2 separate regions of the Mus musculus genome follow, and region 2 is linked to region 1. Evidence: chromatin contacts called from public HiChIP or PLAC-seq data. All regions are on one chromosome and are shown on one strand. The core of a region is the stretch at or near the end of the contact, and the rest is flanking DNA. Distances in the headings are between cores, read along the strand shown. Region 1 overlaps 5031425E22Rik (RIKEN cDNA 5031425E22 gene). Region 2 overlaps Srpk2 (serine/arginine-rich protein specific kinase 2).

Region 1 (5,929 bases), core at 2,169-4,668:
TACACATAATATTTTCCATGTAGGAAATAAGGAAAAAGAGTGAATATTTTTAAATGAATGATTAAATTATTTGGACTTAAGATTTCTACAACTAAAAAATGTCCCCTGCTAACTCTGTTATAAAGGGATCTGTTAGTATATATAAGAAAACAGGGAGAATACAAATGTTCAGAATTGGTTAATGGATGGGTGATATGGATAGGTATACACATATATCAATGGTTTTATATATATGATGTCCCAGACACTAGATGGAATTACATACCATCATAAAGGTTATTGCTTAGTGATTATACCATTGCCTATCCTGTGTGATACCCTGGGTTCAGGTCCTAGCATCACACAAAAGTAGGTTTTATCAGGTGAGGTAACCTGAGGTAACCAAGTACATGAGAGACTGCAGGCAGGAGGATCAGGAGTTCGAGGCCAACTTGGACTACGTAAGACTGTCTCTGAAAACAAACCCAAGCAACCCAGTAAGTCTAAACTATATTATCAATATGGGCCCATATCTTGCTGACATAAAGGAAGAAAGGTAAAGAAAAGATATGCCATCATAGTGACTAAAGAATACATACATGTTACTTTAGTATGTGTGTCTATAGTATAACCTCATACCTAGACAGTTGATGATACAACATTCCCTAGGGTATTGCCAATATCTTTTTTTTAAGAAAAAATGCAAGTTAAAATAAGACTACAAAGTTAGAGTTTAATGCACTACCATCACTAATCACCATGAATATTTCATTACTTGACAGGTTACTAATAAAGTTAGGCACAGTAAAGATTTCCTATAACATTATGGACCCTGTGACATAAGCGTTTTATAAAGTATCAAAAGCTATGTTAGACTTAAAAATTAATCATAAATGCATATCCCACAAGCATCGTCCTTTGACAATGATGGAAGTTTTAAAAACAAAGATTATTATGTCAGCCAGATGGGCTGTATTAATCCCAGCACTCCGGAGGCAGAGACGGGTGGATCCAAATTGAAGGCCCAAGTGGTCTATATAGTGAATTCCAGGTCAGTCAGGACTAACAGTAAGAAAAGTTAGGGGTGGAGCTGGCAAAGGTTTTCTGCCTGATTATAGAAAGAGCAGTGTGTTGGGTTGTTTTGTTTTTACTGATTGTTTCATAAAAGGGGCTGATGCTTTGTTTAAGTTGTAAAAATAGGAGTGGAGAATAGCTTAGTAGTTAAAAGTGCTTGCTTTTTCAAAGGCCTGGGAAATAAGTACACCCCCCTACACAGTCTGTGTTGCCTCTGTACAGTTGTCTCCAAAGATGGCTGCGTGAGAGAGGAGGGAGGAAAGGGTGATTAAAGAGCCTGTCTTAGGGAGAACATTTTAGCAATGGAAGGCAGTGTACAAATTTAGCAAGTGTAATTTTATAAGTACTCAGAAGCAGCAAATATGATCTGTTCCACCATGTGGTTTCAGGCCTAGTAGATGTCACAGAGTGACACTGCCATATATGAAAGTATTGCTGTTATGTTTGGAGATTATACTACTAGATGTAGCCAGCTAGTTTTACTGACATGACAGTACATAGTCACACACTTTTATTCCAGTCCTTTATCCTGAAATGCCTGCCTTTTTCCTCACCCCCCCCACCCCGATTTTAGCAAATTACCTCAACCTAAGCATCAAGTCAGTATTATCCAAAGTAAAATTTGAATTTTAAGCTGCATCTCTAAGCACTTGCAATACAGATTTCCCTATGAAAAGACCCCAATTACAATAGCCCAGTGCATGATACAAACTGATAAAGAGGAGCAGCTTTGAACAGTCACTGGCTTTAGAGAGCTGTGTATTGACAGTGCTGGGATGAGCAGCTACACACAGCCACATCACAGCTGAGATTTAATAGTCCCCTTCCTGAGAACGGAAAAACTGCACACTTTAAACTCACTGTACGGAGACTTGTACACTTCTGAAGATTCTATCGAGAGGGGATTCGCTGCAACAAATGATTTAACAGATTTAGAGAAAGTGCCTATCTAGTCAGCTCAATATTAGCAGATGTGCTCCATAAGTGGTCAGTTACTGGGGCTTTTAGATTATATAGGGCTTTGGTCATAGCTTGATGGTAGAGCACTTGTTTAGTATGCTTCAGGTCATGGGTTTGTCTTGTTTAGAGGACAAGTTCTCAGTGGCTGGCCTGGAACTTGCTTTATAGACTAGACTGGCCTCAAACATAGGAGATCACCTGCCTTGAGTTGAAATGTAGTCTTCGTCAGTTCCAGCACGTTTGATTCTTAGTACTGAGGGAAGGGGAGGGGTTAGGGGCTGAGTGAGGCGTAGCTCTGGGAAAGCACTGGGCTCAATCCCCAGCAAAAGTTAGGGTAGAAGTCTGTGAACCCAGCCACAATTGAAAAATAGTCCTAATAGAAAATCTAGGCATAGTGGGAAATCACTGCAGCCCCGGCTCTCAGGAAGTATGAGGAGTTGGAGACTTAGCTTTTACATAGGTTGAGAAGGTTTTTTATAAGATTGACTCCATGGTCCACATGACCTTAATGTGGGTTGCTTTTCGAGGACGAGGGTGGGCAAGAGTTTAAACGAGGTCTCAGGTGACTCAGACTGACTGACCACCAACTCAACACTGCCTCTAGAGTTACAGGCTTGGCACAATACACTGCAGGAATTCGGAACCAGAAATCCATCCTAATTAATGCTTCTGAAAGGCGGATCCCTTCTCGGAATGCTGTTAATGTGCGTAGAGTAGCATAGTGCACAGATCCTGTTAAATTCTCCATGGACACTCCTGCTTAGAAATCCTGTGCAAGGTGTTCAGATTCTAAGAGAAGGCTGACAAATAATGAAGCTTAGACATAATGGTGCCCTAATGGGACTAAATAATTTTATTTTTTAAAGGCGAGGCGTGGTTCGTGTAATTCAGGCTGGCCTCGAAATCACTTGGTAGTCAAAAGATCAACGCCTTTTTTTTTTTCCTGTTTCTAGCTCAGGTTACAGGCATACATCACCATGCCTGTAACGCGCAGCTAGCTATTCTAGCGTTTAATGTTCTTGTAGCTTTCAACTGGAGTGATCCTTTCCCTAACTGACATTAGAAATTAGTCCAGTAAAAGTGGCCTGAGTGAAAAGCTGTAGGAAAGGATTTTTCTTTAGTGAGAAGTACTGAGGATCCATTCTCTTAAGCCCGGTTTGATTGACGAGTGGTTCAGTAGCTTAGTTTTGACCTTTTGTAGTAATCGGGCTTTTACCGTATAATACCTATAGCCGGCGTGTCCTAACCATGGATAAAACCAAGCTACCCCGTTGTGGCTGCCAAATTTTACACCAGAGGAAAAACACCTCTTGGCGAAGCATAGCGTGGGCTTGTGCTCTAGACCTCAAGCCTTGAGTCCCACAGTGACAGAGCGAGTGCTTGTACCACAGAGCAGGGCGTTTCCCCGGCGCTGTCTGCGTCACGGCGGCTGCCCTTCCGCTCGGGAGAGCAGCTGCGGGAGCTGCGCCTGCAGGCTGGCCGGGTGCGCGGCGCTCGAGCCGGGCGGCGTTTTCCTGGGACCTTCACGGAGCAGAGCGACGAGGCTACATACAGCGGCCGAGCTTATCCCTTCTTTAATCCTCGCTGTAAAGCACCGTAGTGCAGCTTCCTGCTTAACTCGGTCGTCTGAGCTTCCAGCTCACATTTTGAGCCCAGTGCAGCCGCCATCTTCCGGAAATGCTGATGGTGGTTAGTCTGCGCCCAGTGGAAATAACAATTTTTTTGCTTTTGTTTTTGAAGCGGTCTTGCATTTGGCCCGATCTTTTTGAGGACTTGGGTTACAGAATTACATCATGCCTGGTTAGTTTCATGATGCTCAGTTTGGGGAAGTAGAGCAGTGTCCTTGTTGAAATATAATCTCTTTAGTCCAGCCTTTTCTCACTTAAATTAGATTGATGGATTAAATGAGATAATGTATACCAGATATGCAGTAGTAACTAACAGAGAAAGAAGGGAATGGTGGGTGGGGGAGTTGCGGGGGCGGGGGGATGATTAACTTTGCTGGGTATCACCACCTAAAACATGAAGGTATGGAGAAGCATGCTGTAGCACATGAGTGTGTATTTTGACAGCTCTTCAGTATAACTGATCCCTCCAAAGCAGACTTTACTGGCTTCTGGTTTCTAAGGGATGCTTCTTTTTTGTGTGGCTTCCTTTTTTGCAGGTCCATACTGAATAAATATGCTGTAGGGTGATGGACAAGGCCAAGTTGGGTAGTCCTACCATGATTTTAGTTTACAGGGAAAAATCAGGCTGAGTTTAAGTACATTGTAGGTTTCTAGGTGTTAGAAGTTTTCACACATGTGCCCGTTTATTTTTAGGGCGCGGCTTCACTGTTTGGCTAGGTGGTTTAGAACTGGGTATAGATTAGGGGACAAAAGCAGGAGTGAAGTCGCTTGGGGTTTGTTGTTGTTTTGCTGTTTTAGGTGCACTAACGATGTAATAATGTGTTTGGGATAACTTAGGAGGCAGCGATGAAGATTTAAACAGTAAAAGATTATTACACAAAAAATAACCCCAAACTTGTGCTTTACCGCGGACCCACCAGGTTGGAATATACAGGGAACAGTTGGACCATCCCTGTTTCAGGCTGGGGGTTTGATTTCTTTACACTTGCTGTCTACAAATCTCTGCAGGACACCAAACCCACGACTGAATGACACAGCCAGCATCCACAATTCACACAGAGAGGTAAAAATGTCAGATCCCCACACCAGTTGAACCAGAAGTTCTTTGTACATTAGAACATTTAATGGGAAACTGCATATGAACTGTAAAGTGTAAATACAGTCTGATTGGGATTAGAAGAGCCCTCTTGTTTAAAGCCTTGTTGATGGGGAGGAAGCCACACAGTAGAGTATACTTGCAAATAATAGAAAGGTCAATCTAGTACAGACTTAAGATGTACTATTTATGTAAGCTATGTTAACAGTAAAAATACAAACCAAAATGAAACAGGCGAGGAGAGTTGTGGCTCAGTACTACTCGCCTGGCAACGCTGCACGGACAATCATTTAAAAATGCTGATGTGGAAAGATGGCTATCGTAGGCCTTGAAGTGATATTTACAAGATAATCCTAATTTTGCTTTAAAAAAAAAAAACCTCAGTATGTATTTGTGTGCACTTACTAAGGTGTTAGTGCCCTGCAGCTGTCAGGGTGCTGGATCACCTTGCCTGTCTATTTGTGACCTTAAATGTTCAGTGAAAATGTGTGACAGTGGAGAATAATAAAATATATTTTGTAAATCTGGTTGCTTGCATAAAATGAGTATTCTGTTGAGGAAAGAAAAGGTGGCACGTCAATAAATCAAAAAATAAAAATATTCAGAAATCAGGCATTCTGGGTAGAAGATATTTTCTCTAGATTTCAATTAAATATGAATGTTTGTTTCTGTTTTTAAAAATATGTACGAATTTTACTTGTCTAAAATAAAATTTAAAAGAAATGGTGTCTCTATTTAGTTCCTAGGATTTGACCTTAGGGCTCAGTAGTAAAGTATGTGCGTTCCCCAGCACCACCCCCTGAATACCGAGACCCGTGGTGTGAGCTGAAACTGCGCACATTCATTCCCCCAAGCCACACCCTGAATACTGAGACCGAGGTGTGAGCTGAAACTGTGTGCATTCATTCCCAGTGCCACACCCTGAATACAGAGACTGTGGTGTGAACTTAACTGGATAATCTAGTTGTTCCCACCTAAGTTACTTGCACTTTCTCTGTCACTATGCAGCAAAGAAAACGCCTAAGTGAAAGGCACCTTGTACAGCAGTCAGTATCAAGTAGAAACAGATTATTAATTGCTCGACATACAGCTTCAAGCTTTGGGGGGCTTGAGGTCTTTTGTTGTTCTTCTCTTCCTTAGTTGGAGGGACAAGGGTACACAACACCTTATCATAAAATGCATCATGCTTCTT
Region 2 (6,319 bases), core at 2,502-5,001, 220 kb before region 1:
AATTAAATTCTTATATCAATTTTTTCAAAATGGTATTTTTCCAGTTTGTAAACAGATCTTAAAGAACACATCGTAATTTTTCTTTCTCTATTATGAAAATGTTTGGATTATTTCTTGTTTTGTCTTTCCTGTGTAGTAATTAATTGAATCAAATTATCAATAGTATTTTTGTCCAATGGGGAACAAGCTTATGGAAGCCGAGACTCAATCTGAGAGATCAAAATATTAAGAAAGATTAAAATCTTAACTTTGACAAGATAATTTGCATTTAGTACATAATTCTGCTGTAGTATAGGTATCAGTTATTTTTAATTTTCTTACAGGAATATGAAAATTAAGAGTTTTTTTGTTTGTTTGTTTTTGTTTTTTGGTCAGGAGGAGAGTTGCTAGGATCGTGAATTGAGGCAAATAAGAGGTTTTGGACTGTCATTTTTAATGGCTCACTAGTAGATTTAATGCCACACAGAATTCAGTGTTAATCGTAGGTATAGTCTTTTTAATTTTATGGTAGTGTGAAGCTGTTAAGTATGTTATGTTAGCTGGCTGTGTTTTGGCCTTAGAGATAGTTGATGCACACAAAACCTTTACACTATATTCTGTTGTTCCTGTTCCCTTTGTTTCCATAAACTACAGCAACAAATCAATAATGGGACTATTTTAGCCACAAATAAAAATAAAATCATGTTGTTTGTAGGAAAATGAATGAATGGGAAATAATTATCCAGTTAAGTCAGAAAACTAGTATTTTTTTTTCTCATTTGTGGTTTCTGGATTTTATGTAGATGAATGGAACCACATATGTATATATGTCATGATAGAAGACACGCATGGCCTTGTCGGGTAACACAGAGAGGACAAAGGGGAGTGAGCAGTGGACGGAAGGGCCGGAGGCTGTGTGGACGAGAGCTCACAGTGCAGTGTCTGTGAGCAACAACAGTCACGTTACAGAGCCATGCACAGTGATTCACAGAGGCAGAGCACAGGGAAAGACAGGCAGCCTCTATCAGTCATGATAGAAGATGAGTATCTGCAATCAATATCTCAGAGTTTACTATGGAAAAGCAGCTTATGCTCTAAGATCAGTTTGCTTACTTTGTGGACGGGGAGATGGCAGAGCTGGTGAAGTGCTTGCTGTGCAAGAACAGACCCCAGGAAACCTGGTGCAGTGGCATGTGCCTCATCTTGAGGGGAAGGTGGAGATAGGAGCAGCCTGCGCTTGCTGGCCAGCCAGCCTAGCACAGCTGTGGAGTTGTGTTCAGTGAAAGATCCCGCCTCAAACAGGAAATGTGTGGACATTGATTTCTAGATGTACCTACACACTTACCCCCCCCCCACATATATCATACAGATTAATTTTAATTTGATTCATGCGTAAAGGTTTCTCTTTGTTGTATTTCATTTTTGAAGGATGCCTCTTGCTTGTGGCTTGAAGTGATTATTTTACAAATTTGTTTATAGTTTTCATTGTATTCTAGAATTTATTGGAATTGGACTAGATCAGTCTCAAGTAAATTTACTTTCTGAGAAATGGAATGTTGGGGTTTGCAAGTAGGTTGATGACAGCTTCCCTTAATGCAAGCATTACTGGAGGGTGGGGCCACGTAAATCAGCCCTGTGTGTCCTGGTCCAGAGCCCTCCGTTCGTTATTGTGGAGGATGCTTTGCTTCATCATTTTACTGTTGTGACTGTGTGAACCAGATATGTGACTGTGTGGACCAGATATGTGGCTGTGTGAACCAGATATGTGACTGTGTGGACCAGATATGTGGCTGTGTGGACCAGATATGTGGCTGTGTGGACCAGATATGTGGCTGTGTGGACCAGATATGTGGCTGTGTGGACCAGATATGTGGCTGTGTGGACCAGATATGTGGTTGTGTGGACCAGATATGTGGCTGTGTGGACCAGATATGTGACTGTGTGGACCAGATATGTGACTGTGTGGACCAGATATGTGACTGTGTGGACCAGATATGTGACTGTGTGGACCAGATATGACTGAACTTTGCTCTTCCACATCCAGAGAATTCTTCAGTGCACAGACTCATTATTTACACTGGCAGATATTATAAAATTTCCTTCATTGTGGGATAACCCTTGAGCAAACATGGGCTATACTTATAATTCCAGGAGTTGTTAGGAATGGTTGGAAAGGGGTCTGTATTGACTGCACATTTTCTGTGACCCATCACTGTCTGTTGAGAAACATTTAGGAACTGTCCCTCAAGTTCCTAACAAGTGTCACATGAAATCCAGGTTACACACAGCCTTTTCAAGGCTCGATAGAAAACATTAGCATGATGGGTGGTGTGGTGGACATGTAGCTCTTTTGTCCTGTGGTAGCTGGTCTGAGAGATGGACATGTAGCTCTTTCACCTTGCCCTTGGTGTCCCGGACCTTTGTTCGTTTCTTTGAGACAGGGTACCATGAAACATAGGCTGGCCTCAAACTCCCCATGGTTCAAGATTGGCATTGAACCCCCATCTCCTGCCTCTACCTCTCAAGTGCTAAATTCACAGGAATATAGCATGATTTTTTTGCTTTCTTAAAAATATATTGCTGGGCAATTTAATCCCAGCACTTGGGAGGCAGAGGCCAGCCTGGTCTACAGAGTGAGTTCCAGGACAGCCAGGGCTACACAGAGAAACCCTATCTTGGGGGGAAAAAATTATATATATATATATGTTAGTTAGTTGAAAGAGATGGGAACTTGGGCTTGCATGCCACTATATAGTATTAGACCCTTCTTGAACAAAAACCACTCACCCTCAACCTCTTAAGTTTTTTTCAGGCAGGGTCTCATTAGTCCTAGTCGGCCTTGAACAAGTCTAAGGATAGCCTTGAACTCTTGATCTTCCTGCTTTCACTTCCCATGTGCTGAAATTACAGGCACATGCCTCTTGGGTTCCACTTGCTAGTTTTACGACTGTGTGTGATTCCCACCTTCAACCAGGTGATAAACCCAGGAGAGCAGAGAAACAAAGCCCTCCATGTCCAAGGCCTGAAGTGAGCACTCCTACTGGAGGCACGGAGCAATTCTTTTCGAGACTAGGAAGGTCTTGGTTGAGTGGTCAGGTGAGGAACCTCTGTGGTATCAGAAGCAGCACGTGAAAGAACAAAACACCCTGAGCTCTGGCTCTGGCTCTGTGCTGAGCTGAACTGGGTGTGAAGCCTTGGTCCTTATCCCTTCAGGAAGGGGTTGCTGTCAGAAGGTGACCTAGGGTGGAGGCAATCCTTTTTGTTTGGAGGCCTGCACTGATCCACTGCAGTGGCGTAAAGTTAGCTTGGGGAGATAGGACAACTTCTTCCGGACAGGGTTCCAGCATGTTCTGAGCCAGGCTTCTTGAGAACTTTGTTATTTTGCTTTAGTTTACGTTAAGCAATGAGTACATTGAATTTTGTTTGTTTGTTTGTTTGTTTTTTCATTTTTCTTTTTCTTTTTTTGCTTTTTTGGTTTTCTGAGACAGAAAACCTGTATAGCCCTGGCTGTCCTGGAACTCACTTTGTAGACCAGGCTAGTCTCGAACTCAGAAATCCGCCTGCCTCTGCCTCCGGAGTGCTGTGATTAAAGGTGTGCGCCACCACGCCCGGCTTTTTTCATTTTTCAAAAAGCGTTTAGTTCACTCAGACTTCCTACTAAGAGCCAAGAGCATATGAGATTTTGGGCTGCTAATGGAAAGCCTAGGAGGGTTCCTGCTTCAGTGGTCCTGAACGAACTTGATACGTTGATAGATATCTTGTGGCTGCTTGTGGTTTCCTCTTCTCTCTAAGGTTGTACTTTGTGTCTGGTTTTTGCTCATCTCCCTAGCATTATGAATTCTCCCCCAGTCTTAGCTGTCAACTGCAGAGTTCCTTTTTCTAGTTGAAGTTGCCCTGTATTTTAGTGAGTTGGTTGGTTGTGTGGCTGTTTCCTGTTTCTTTATCCTCTTATTCTTACATCCTAGACCAATGTAGATAATCAGAAAATACGTGTCTAGTGTAAACGGAAATTACCCCCCAGCTCCCCATACCTGTGTTGAAGATTTTATAAGGCAAATTGACCAGTTGGAACTTCATGGTTGTATAGCTGGAATACTGCAGCTATGAAGCCAGAATTTTCCTTTCCTTTCCTTTCCTTTCCTTTCCTTTCCTTTCCTTTCCTTTCCTTTCCTTTCCTTTCCTTTCCTTTCCTATTCTTTTCTTTCTTTGTTAAGATTTATTTATTTTTATGAATACACTGTAGCTGTCTTTAGACACACCAGAAGAGGGCATCAGATCCCATTACAGATGGTTCTGAGCCACCATGTGGTTGCTAGGAATTGAACTCAGGACCTCTGGAAGAACAGTCAGTGCTCTTAACCACTGAGCCATTTCTCCAGGCCAATTTTAGTTTTCTTAAGTGCCTACCTTCAGTAGCTTTCCTCTCAACTATTAGGTATAGCCTTTAGAATACATTACCTTATCAGATCACCTGCATCTATCATCCCCAAAGCTAGTACTGTCTTTAGAGAACATTTCTAGAGCCACAGGAAAATGTTCTCCATTTGGCTGTGATCCACCTGCCTGATGGTCCTTTGGGAAATGCTTTGACGTATTTGTTTTAGTCTCTGACCATAAAGATTCATGCACCCACATCTTCAGTGAAATTTGTTATTCAAGATAACTTACCTAACTTTGTGTTCCCAGTCTGTGCACTCACACTTGGCTCAGACCAAACAGCCTTGTTTCCCTGTTGAAGTGAGAGCTAAGCTTTGAATCGACACCAGTAAATTCAATATCACTTTGGTGCAAGTATTTTAAAAAATAATGATACCTTGTATGTCTTACATAATAGGTAAAAATGAATTTTAAAAGGATTAAACTATCAGAAAAAAAGTTTTTGTGATTTTTAGGTTTAGCAAAGGGTTTTTAGTTATGGTATCATGAAACACACACCAGAATAATAGCAAACCACGGGGAGGGGGGGGGACCCAAGGGTTATGCAGTAACCCTGAAACAGGGACTTAGGTCTTTGCTGATAACTGTTGACTCCTTGGCCGGGCCCACAAGGCAACTAAAAGGCAGGATGAAGGCATGACATATCTGTCTTAATTTTGTTTGTCTATCTCTTCTGTGGGTCAGGTTTTTGCTTGACTCTTTCTCTTCATTTTCAACTTCATGGCCCAAGACACAAGTCCTTCTCCTAAGCTTGTAGTCACTGTGGATTCTGGGACACGCACAGCCTCTCCCCAGGGCACTCAACCAAGAGGGTGAATGGAGCCAGATCAGTCCTCTCAGGTGATAGCAGTGATTAGTATTAATAATTTATAGGCAGTGACCAAGGTGATCACCTAGACCAACATTTGCTTAATTATAAATACTTCTTGTCCTGTGTCTGAACTATCGGAGTAAGCCAAAGATGGGTTTGGTGACTGGACCCTTTTATGCATTTCTTTTCCCTGTGGCCATACTAAAAAAAAATCTCTGTCTTTGTTTGTCACCATTACTCTTTAATTTGTAAATTGGATGTGGCCAACCTTATGTGTTGGGGCTGCTGAGGCTTTTGCTGTAAAATTCTGTTTTCAAAACCAGCACTTGGGAGGCCGAGGGAGGAAGATTGCCCTGAGTTCCATTCTCAACCTTGGCTTCAAAAAAGGAAACGGGGCTAGTTAGTCTCTCGGGCATTGTGGGTCCTGGCAGCTCTGCTGGCGTGGCTGAGAGAGCAGAGCCAGGGCTCTTGCCCCTGCTGTGTCTGTTGGACCTTTGCAGTCTGATCTGATCGGATCTGATCTAAGGATGTGCTGTCTTGCAGCCTTCTGTCATCTGCATACAAAGGACACGGACTTAGTTATGTCACAGTAAGTACCCTTCCTAGACCATCTAGCCAGTGAAAGAGAGTCTTGCTAGCTCCTTGAGTATATAATAAAAAAATTAAGAAACCTTAAAAAAGATAAACTGGACTTCTCCCAAAGTCTTAAGTGCTTTTGAGGGATATTTGTGACATAAAAGAGAAGTCACAGCCTGGCAGAAAGAGAGAAAAGACTTTTTTATATTACGTAAACACATCTGAAACTCAGCAGCAAGAAAAGGCTTCTCGAGGAGCTGAAGAGACAGCGCAGGGCTTAGAGCACTGGCCGCTGGTCTAAGAGGACCCGGCTTCAGTTCCCAGCACACATGGCAACTCATAACCCTCACACAGACACACATGCACACAAAACATATAGAACAAGAGTAAAGGAGCCATTAGGAAGATGGAATGAATGCCGGGCGTGGTGGCGCACGCCTTTAATCCCAGCACTCGGGAGGCAGAGGCAGGTGGATTTCTGAGTTCGAGGCCAGCCTGGTCTACAGAGTGAGTTCC

Evidence for each region. HiChIP or PLAC-seq counts read pairs in DNA pulled down with a chosen protein or histone mark.
Region 2: an H3K4me3 HiChIP or PLAC-seq map of the 230-238 cell line shows a contact between it and region 1, with 18 read pairs. The contact joins two enhancer-like sites. A contact is called at or near these places in 3 of 484 Hi-C or Micro-C datasets (the G1E-ER4 cell line, rod photoreceptor and uterus) and 5 of 115 datasets of contacts at active chromatin or transcription factors (the 230-238 cell line, effector CD8 T cells, embryonic stem cells and 1 more).

The regions. Positions count from the first base shown.
Region 1 is chr5:23,416,065-23,421,993 of GRCm38.p6, reverse strand. All of the region lies in intron 1 of 5031425E22Rik (RIKEN cDNA 5031425E22 gene), which reads left to right. Among named protein-coding and RNA genes, the nearest start is that of 5031425E22Rik, 14 kb to the left of the region's middle. Within about 2 kb of position 3,418, at least 443 of the 459 cell types and tissues checked have an H3K27ac peak or open chromatin away from gene starts, as enhancers often do. A contact at or near this core is called in the 230-238 cell line, the G1E-ER4 cell line and effector CD8 T cells, where this site is marked.
Region 2 is chr5:23,634,948-23,641,266 of GRCm38.p6, reverse strand. The region is part of intron 2 of Srpk2 (serine/arginine-rich protein specific kinase 2); the gene reads left to right. Among named protein-coding and RNA genes, the nearest start is that of Srpk2, 38 kb to the left of the region's middle. Within about 2 kb of position 3,751, at least 57 of the 459 cell types and tissues checked have an H3K27ac peak or open chromatin away from gene starts, as enhancers often do. A contact at or near this core is called in the 230-238 cell line, the G1E-ER4 cell line and effector CD8 T cells, where this site is marked.